2 separate regions of the Sus scrofa genome follow, and region 2 is linked to region 1. A link is a contact called in public Hi-C data. All regions are on one chromosome and are shown on one strand. Each heading gives the region's core, a stretch centred on a gene start, on an enhancer-like site or on the middle of the called end of the contact. The rest is flanking DNA. Distances are from core to core; before and after follow the strand shown. Region 1 has its middle 23 kb from the start of POFUT2. Region 2 overlaps COL18A1 (collagen alpha-1(XVIII) chain).

Region 1 (2,993 bases), core at 151-2,650:
CTCGGCCTGGCACACGGGCAGCTGCCGCGCCCCTCACGCTTCCCTTCCTCTATTCTTTCAACCCCCAGCGCCGTCAGAGCACCAGGGGAACCAGGCTCAAGGCCTGGGCGCGGGTTGACGACCCTCTGGAGGAGCCGTTGCCGTCCAGTCCTGGACAAGGTTTCTCCCGAGTCCCATCCAGAGGAAGAGCCTAAACGCAGGCGTGACCCCTGGGGTCACTTCCGGACAAGCCGGGTCCCCCAGCCCTGGACGGCGGGCGAGGGGACGCCCGGGCCTGTCTCAGGAAACGCCCTGCTGGGCCCACCCACTGGCCATTGTCTCCTGCTGAATGACTTGCCATAAAGCTATAGTTCTGAACTGCTGAGATCCCTGTACGAATTGCACCCAACCCAGGTGTTCCGGTAAAAACTCTAAAAATAAGCCGGCACCACTGGCTCCCACGGCCGAGTCTGCGAACGTCGGTGACTCAGCCAGGACCCGGCACTTCATCATATAAGGACGTGGCTGGCTCTGGCCAGGCTGGCGCTCTGCTCCCCACCTCTCTCCCAAGGTCCCCCAAGGCCTGGAGGTCCATTCAGCTCCTATCAACCTCAGGAGAGCATCACGGGAGGGAGTCTGGGCCCAGGGCGAGTGGGCAGAAGGTGGTGGGGTCTGTGCAAACCCCAGGCCCAGCTGCAGGCTGGGTGGCAGGGTGGACCGTGGGTTCAGACGTCACCAGGCCGCTGGGCAGAGCCTTATAAGGAGCTCCCAGGGCCTCTGTACAAGCTCCCAGAATAGCTTCCCTGCTTGGCCTTTGGATGGAGAGGGTCAGAGACGCAGACCAGAGGCGGGTCGGGCCGGGCCGCTCGGCCGGCTTCCTTCCTGCCGGGGGCAGCAGGCGTGGGCGGGGGCACAGGTTGGCTCACAGGTGCAGGCCCGGGCCCCTGCCCCAGCCACGCCCGGGCCATCGCTGCTCACCAGACCACGGCCTCTCAGCCTTGTCTGTGCCGTGGTCCCTCGGGCCGTCTGGAGAAGCTGATTATGCTCAGGATGCTGTGCCAAAGAGTGTGAACCAAACACGAAGGATTCCACCCAGTCGTGTGGACACACAGTCGCAAAGCGCCTCTCACTGTGTCCCTGGACTGGGTGTGCTTCCTGACCGAGGCCTGAGTCCGCAGCTGCCCAGCGTCGCCAACCCCAGGACCCCTGGCCGGGCAGTCTGGACACCCGAAGGACGCAAGCCCGCTTCCTGCTCCTCTCCGTGTTTCGTCTGCACACTGCTCACTCACACATCCACACTGACACACTCGGCTCACACGCGCTCACGGCCTCCCCCCGACCTGACGCCGCCCGGCTGCTCCATGCCCCCTCCCCCGTGCAAGGTCAGCTGGCCGGAGCCCTCTGACCCTGGCCTGACTGCGAAGTGAGTCATCGAGGGCCCAGCACCCCCCCCACACCAGGGAAGGCTGCCTGGTGCCCAGGACCTGCAGGACGTTGGGCTATGTCCCATCCAGCTGGCCATCGGCCATTAGGGACAGGGGGCAGTGACTCTATCGCCAGTACAGGAGGGACCCCTGGAGAAGTGGGGGGCAGGGGGTCACACAGACCCCGAGGGGGCCCCGGAGCACATGCGGTGCTGAAGAGCCGCAGGAGCTGGGGGGCGGACACAGGGTGAGGGGAGCAGAGGTAAGGGTGAGGCCACAGGGGACCCCTCGCAGCCCTGCCCCCCTTCTCTCCTCTGAGCTCCCACGGCAGACCCGGGCCTCAGCCCAGAAGCCAGCCCCCCGGGCCTCCCCTCCCCACGCAGCCCACAGGGACCCTGTCCTCGCCTCTCCCCTTGGGCGGGGGCCCCTCGGAGAGCACAGCCCCCCATTGGTGAAGGTCAGCAGTTGGAGGCCTCCTAGAGGTCACGGTGAGCAGCGAAGGGGCTGGGAGACTCCCTGGGCCCCAGACTGACCCAAGGCCGGGCACCGTTTCTGGGCAGGTGTGTGCTGGTGGGTCCCTATGTGAGGGAGCCCCCAGAAGCGGCCTTTGGGGGTGGGGTGGGGGATGCATCCCCTGCATCTGCCCCCAACTGGGCCCCCTCTACACCTTCTGTCAGCAAGGGAGCGTGCCTGGGGTGCCAGGGTCCCCTCCAGGTTGGCCAGAGATGAGGCTGGGGGGGCTGCTGTCTGAGCCCCGCCCGGGGCATCTTGGCTCCAAGCTGAAGGGCTGGGTTTGGCCTCCGTCTCGATGTCTGCGTTTCTCCACGGCTGGGGAACCTGAGAGACGGGGGGACACCGCTGGCCACCTGGTCCTGCCAGGAGGCGGAGACCATACCAGGCTCGGAGCAGTGGCATCGAGCTGATTCGGGTCCCTTTGAGCTGAAGGAATCCGTGCAAGTGAACGCAGGGGCATTTTCCGGCTGGCCGGGACCAGCGCGGGGGGGGGGAGAGCTGTCCTTCCACCCTCTTCTCAGGATGGCTTCCCACACTTTTTCCCCCTCAGACGCCCACGTAAGAAAGGAGGGGTCCTCGGCTGTGTCGGAGGCTCAGCGCCGCCCCCATCACTCTGGTGGGGGGGGTTACAGGCGGCGGCAACAGAGATCGGTGGTCCCCTCACGTGAGCCTGGGCCTCCCTGGGTGCTGGGTCCCCCCCAGACCTGCTGGATCAGAATCTGCCCTTGAAGGGACGCCGGGGGCCCAGCACCCTGGGGTGCACAGGCAGAGGCATCCAGGGGGCTCTGTCGCACGGCACAGGCATGGTCCCCGCACACTGGTGCCGGCCCTTCCCAAGCCTGCCTCTCAGAGCTGCCGGAGGCCGCGTATCCCAGCGGGAGCACCGGCCCCACCCAGCCCTGTCGGGTGGGGCCCGGCGTTGGCATCTCCAGCTGCGCCCAGGGGCGCGGACTTGAGCTCGGTTTCTGCGTCCACAGCCAAGAACAGCTGGCTTTACACCCGGAATCAAAGACCAGGAGCAGAGCCGAGCGGCCGCACAGAGGACACGCGGGAGGACGGAGGTCACTGCTGCCCGGC
Region 2 (2,993 bases), core at 235-2,734, 110 kb before region 1:
GCCAGCTCGGTGACCACGTGCCCTGTCAGCACAAGGTTCCCAGTGCCAGGTGCCGGGGGCTCGAGCCCGTCCCCGCTCCTGCACTTGGACTCCGAGGCAACGCACCTGACACTGGTCACCACCTCCAGCCCTTCAAACATCACAACGTGACGACAAAGAGAGAGGCTGGACACAGGGGGTGGCCTGGACAGGTAGGGCCACCAGAAGCCTGGGTTGCTGACTTCTGGGACCAAGATGAGGGTGTCCGGGGCTGGGGGCTCAGGGTGGGGCCCACCTCTGTCCAGGGGGCGTGGTCACTGCTGGACACAGGAGGGGGTAAGCGCCAACCCAGGGACGGGCCGGTCCCAGCAACCTCCGGGACACACGCGTTGCCAGGCAGGGCGGGGATCTGGGCCGTGGTCTGGCCCAGAAACGGCCCACCGGGGCGTCTTCTCTCCCACCACTATCTGGGGGCACGGCCCCCAGAGGGAGGCCCTGGGGCAGACGCCCCTCCGGGAGGCGGCTGCTGGCGGGGGTGTCCTGAGAAGGCCCGGTGAGCCTGCAGGTGTGTGTGTGGATGTGTGTGAGGGTGACAGCGTGACTGCGTCAGTGCGTGTCCCGTGTGGCGGACGCCTGGGATCCGGTCCTTGAGCACAGGGTCGGGCTGACCCAGGACCACTAGAACGGAGCAGAGGGAAGAAACGCTGAAGCCCAACTTCCCAAGACAAGCTCTGTTGTTCAAAGGGCCCTGAGGACAATCGATGAAAAGAGAAGAGACAGCCACTGGCACGAGGACGGGGCTTCGGGCACCTGCGGGGGGGCCCTCCCGCCTTGTGAGCAGCTCCGCCGGCCCGCCGGGCTCCCCTCAGCCTCTCTGTGTCCTGCAGGTAAAACCCTTTGCGATGAGAGGTGGGGACAGCAGCATCCGTGGAAGTGGCCTCAGCGCCTGCCCAGGGCAGATGGCCCCTCACAGGAGCAGGGGGACCTTCACAAGGTCCCTGGGCTCTGGGAGGCCAGGAATCACTTCCTGCTCAAAGACAGACTCCGCTGTCCAGCAAGACAGCACCGTCCAGGTCCCTTAGCATCAGCCACGCCCGGGGCCCACGTGTCCCCTGAGATTAGGAAAGAAGACTCTCACCGGCCTGGGTGCCAGTGGCCCTGGTGTCCCCACCCCACTGTCCCCAAAGTTAAGCATGGATGTGCCCCAGCAGCACCCTTCCCTCCAGGCAGCTAGACGTTTCCAAATTAATGAAGAATGCAAGATGCAGCAGCAGCTGGTGTCCTGGGCTTGAAGACAACAGCTTGTAGCAGGGGATGTCTCAGGGGCCTAGAAAGAGAGACACACACGAGGGACAGGCCCGGGAACCGAGAGACACAAGAGCTCCTTCCCAAAGTTTCCTGTTTCCTCTGCATGAAATTCTTCCTGCGTCCCATTGGGAGAAGCCTCCGAATGCCAGGACCCTGAGATCACAGATCCAGGCTCCAATTACAGGCAGCTGGGGTGGGACGTGGGCCACACCTTTCTGCAGATCTGGCAGCTGCTGCGCTGGCCGCGCTGGCCCGAGGTGCTGGCCCAGCCAACTCGGGAAGGAAACCAGCTCCTCTCCAACAGCGATGCCCAGGCCGAGCTCTGGGCGCTCAGAGGGCACCTTCCTGGGAACACGATGGGTGGCACCATGGCCAGCCCTGGCCCCTCCGGTCGGCCACCCTCCCCTGCAATCAAGGAAGCAGGGGACTTGCCTGGTAGAAGACAGGTTGCCTTTCAGCAAACAGGCAGCCATGAACAAGTGGGGTGGATCCTGACACGACCAACTGAGACGTAGCCCAGGTGCCTCAGGCTGGCTCGACGTCGAAAGTTGATGAACGCAAATCCGCCACTTCAACCGGGTAAAGACGAAAAGCCACACGCTCGTGGCCTTAGATGCAGAAAAGGCCTTGCGTAAAATCCCGTTACGACAAACACTCTCTGTCCACCAGGAGCAGAGGTCAGACTCCTCCCTTGATGAGACCATCGCAAGCCACAGCCAACATCGTGCTTCGTGGTGAGAAACTGGAAGCTTTTCCACCAAAACGAGGTACACGGCAAAGACCACTCCCCCCCCTCCTTTCCAACCCCGCGCGGGACAGTCTGGCGACCCCCGTGACACGAGAACTGGAGATGAAAGCACGTGGATCGAGGAGGAAGAAGTGAAAGTGTCCATTTGCAGGTGGCCAGTCGGAAAGAGAACTGAAGAAGAGCCCAAACAATCGTCCAAAACCCCTCTCGGAACGAGCAAGGCTGGCAAGGGTGTAGAAAGTCCATCACTTTCCTCTGTACCAGCCATGAGTGAGTCGAACTTGAAGTTCAAAATACAAACCGCTCACATCAGCAGCCCCCCCAGAGAAGAAGTACTTACTCACATTCACCCCAGGCACAAACGCGACCCCTGGACAGGCCCTACATGAGCAAAACGACACTGTTCCGACAAAAGAAATCAGAGAATAAATAAACGCGAGGGGGCTCCATGTTCGTAACTAGGAGATTCGATGCTGTCAAAATGCCGGCTCTTCCCACTTGACGTGCTGAGTCAACGCAATCCCAGCAGAAACGCCAGCACTTTGCTACCGCAGGAAAAGCCCCGCCGGCTGCCTCGGTCCCGAAGGAGAAGAACGACGTCGGACTTCGACACCACCCGCCTTCAAGGCCCGGCGTGAGGCTACGGTGAACAAGGCGGTGTGGAGACAGAGCGGATAAACCGACCAGCAGAACAGAAGAGAGAGCCCAGAAACGGACCCACGCGAGTGTAGTTAACCCATCTTTAGTTAAGAAGCAAAGGCACTGCAACGGGGGAAACAGACTCTCCAACAAATGGTGCTGGAACAACCGGACGCTACATGCAAAAAAAAAAAAAAGGAAGAAGAAGACTCTCAACACGGACCTCATGCCCTTAACAAAACTCACTCACAGTGGATCCCAGGCCTACACGTAGCCTGGGAAACTGCAAACCTCCCCAAAGACAACGTGGGGAAGCCAC

What was found. Hi-C and Micro-C count contacts between places; a contact is called where the count stands out from the background.
Region 2: a contact with region 1 is called in a Hi-C map of omental adipose tissue, with 9 times the contacts expected there. The contact joins two enhancer-like sites. A contact is called at or near these places in 4 of 5 promoter capture datasets (fetal liver, fetal skeletal muscle and liver), 7 of 47 Hi-C or Micro-C datasets (4-cell embryo, adipose tissue, blood and 2 more) and 1 of 2 datasets of contacts at active chromatin or transcription factors (skeletal muscle).

The regions. Positions count from the first base shown.
Region 1 is chr13:207,839,883-207,842,875 of Sscrofa11.1, reverse strand. No RefSeq gene overlaps it. Among named protein-coding and RNA genes, the nearest start is that of POFUT2, 23 kb to the right of the region's middle. Within about 2 kb of position 1,400, at least 11 of the 83 cell types and tissues checked have an H3K27ac peak or open chromatin away from gene starts, as enhancers often do. A contact at or near this core is called in omental adipose tissue, where this site is marked.
Region 2 is chr13:207,947,477-207,950,469 of Sscrofa11.1, reverse strand. The region is part of intron 2 of COL18A1 (collagen alpha-1(XVIII) chain); the gene reads right to left. Among named protein-coding and RNA genes, the nearest start is that of COL18A1, 41 kb to the right of the region's middle. Within about 2 kb of position 1,484, at least 15 of the 83 cell types and tissues checked have an H3K27ac peak or open chromatin away from gene starts, as enhancers often do. A contact at or near this core is called in omental adipose tissue, where this site is marked.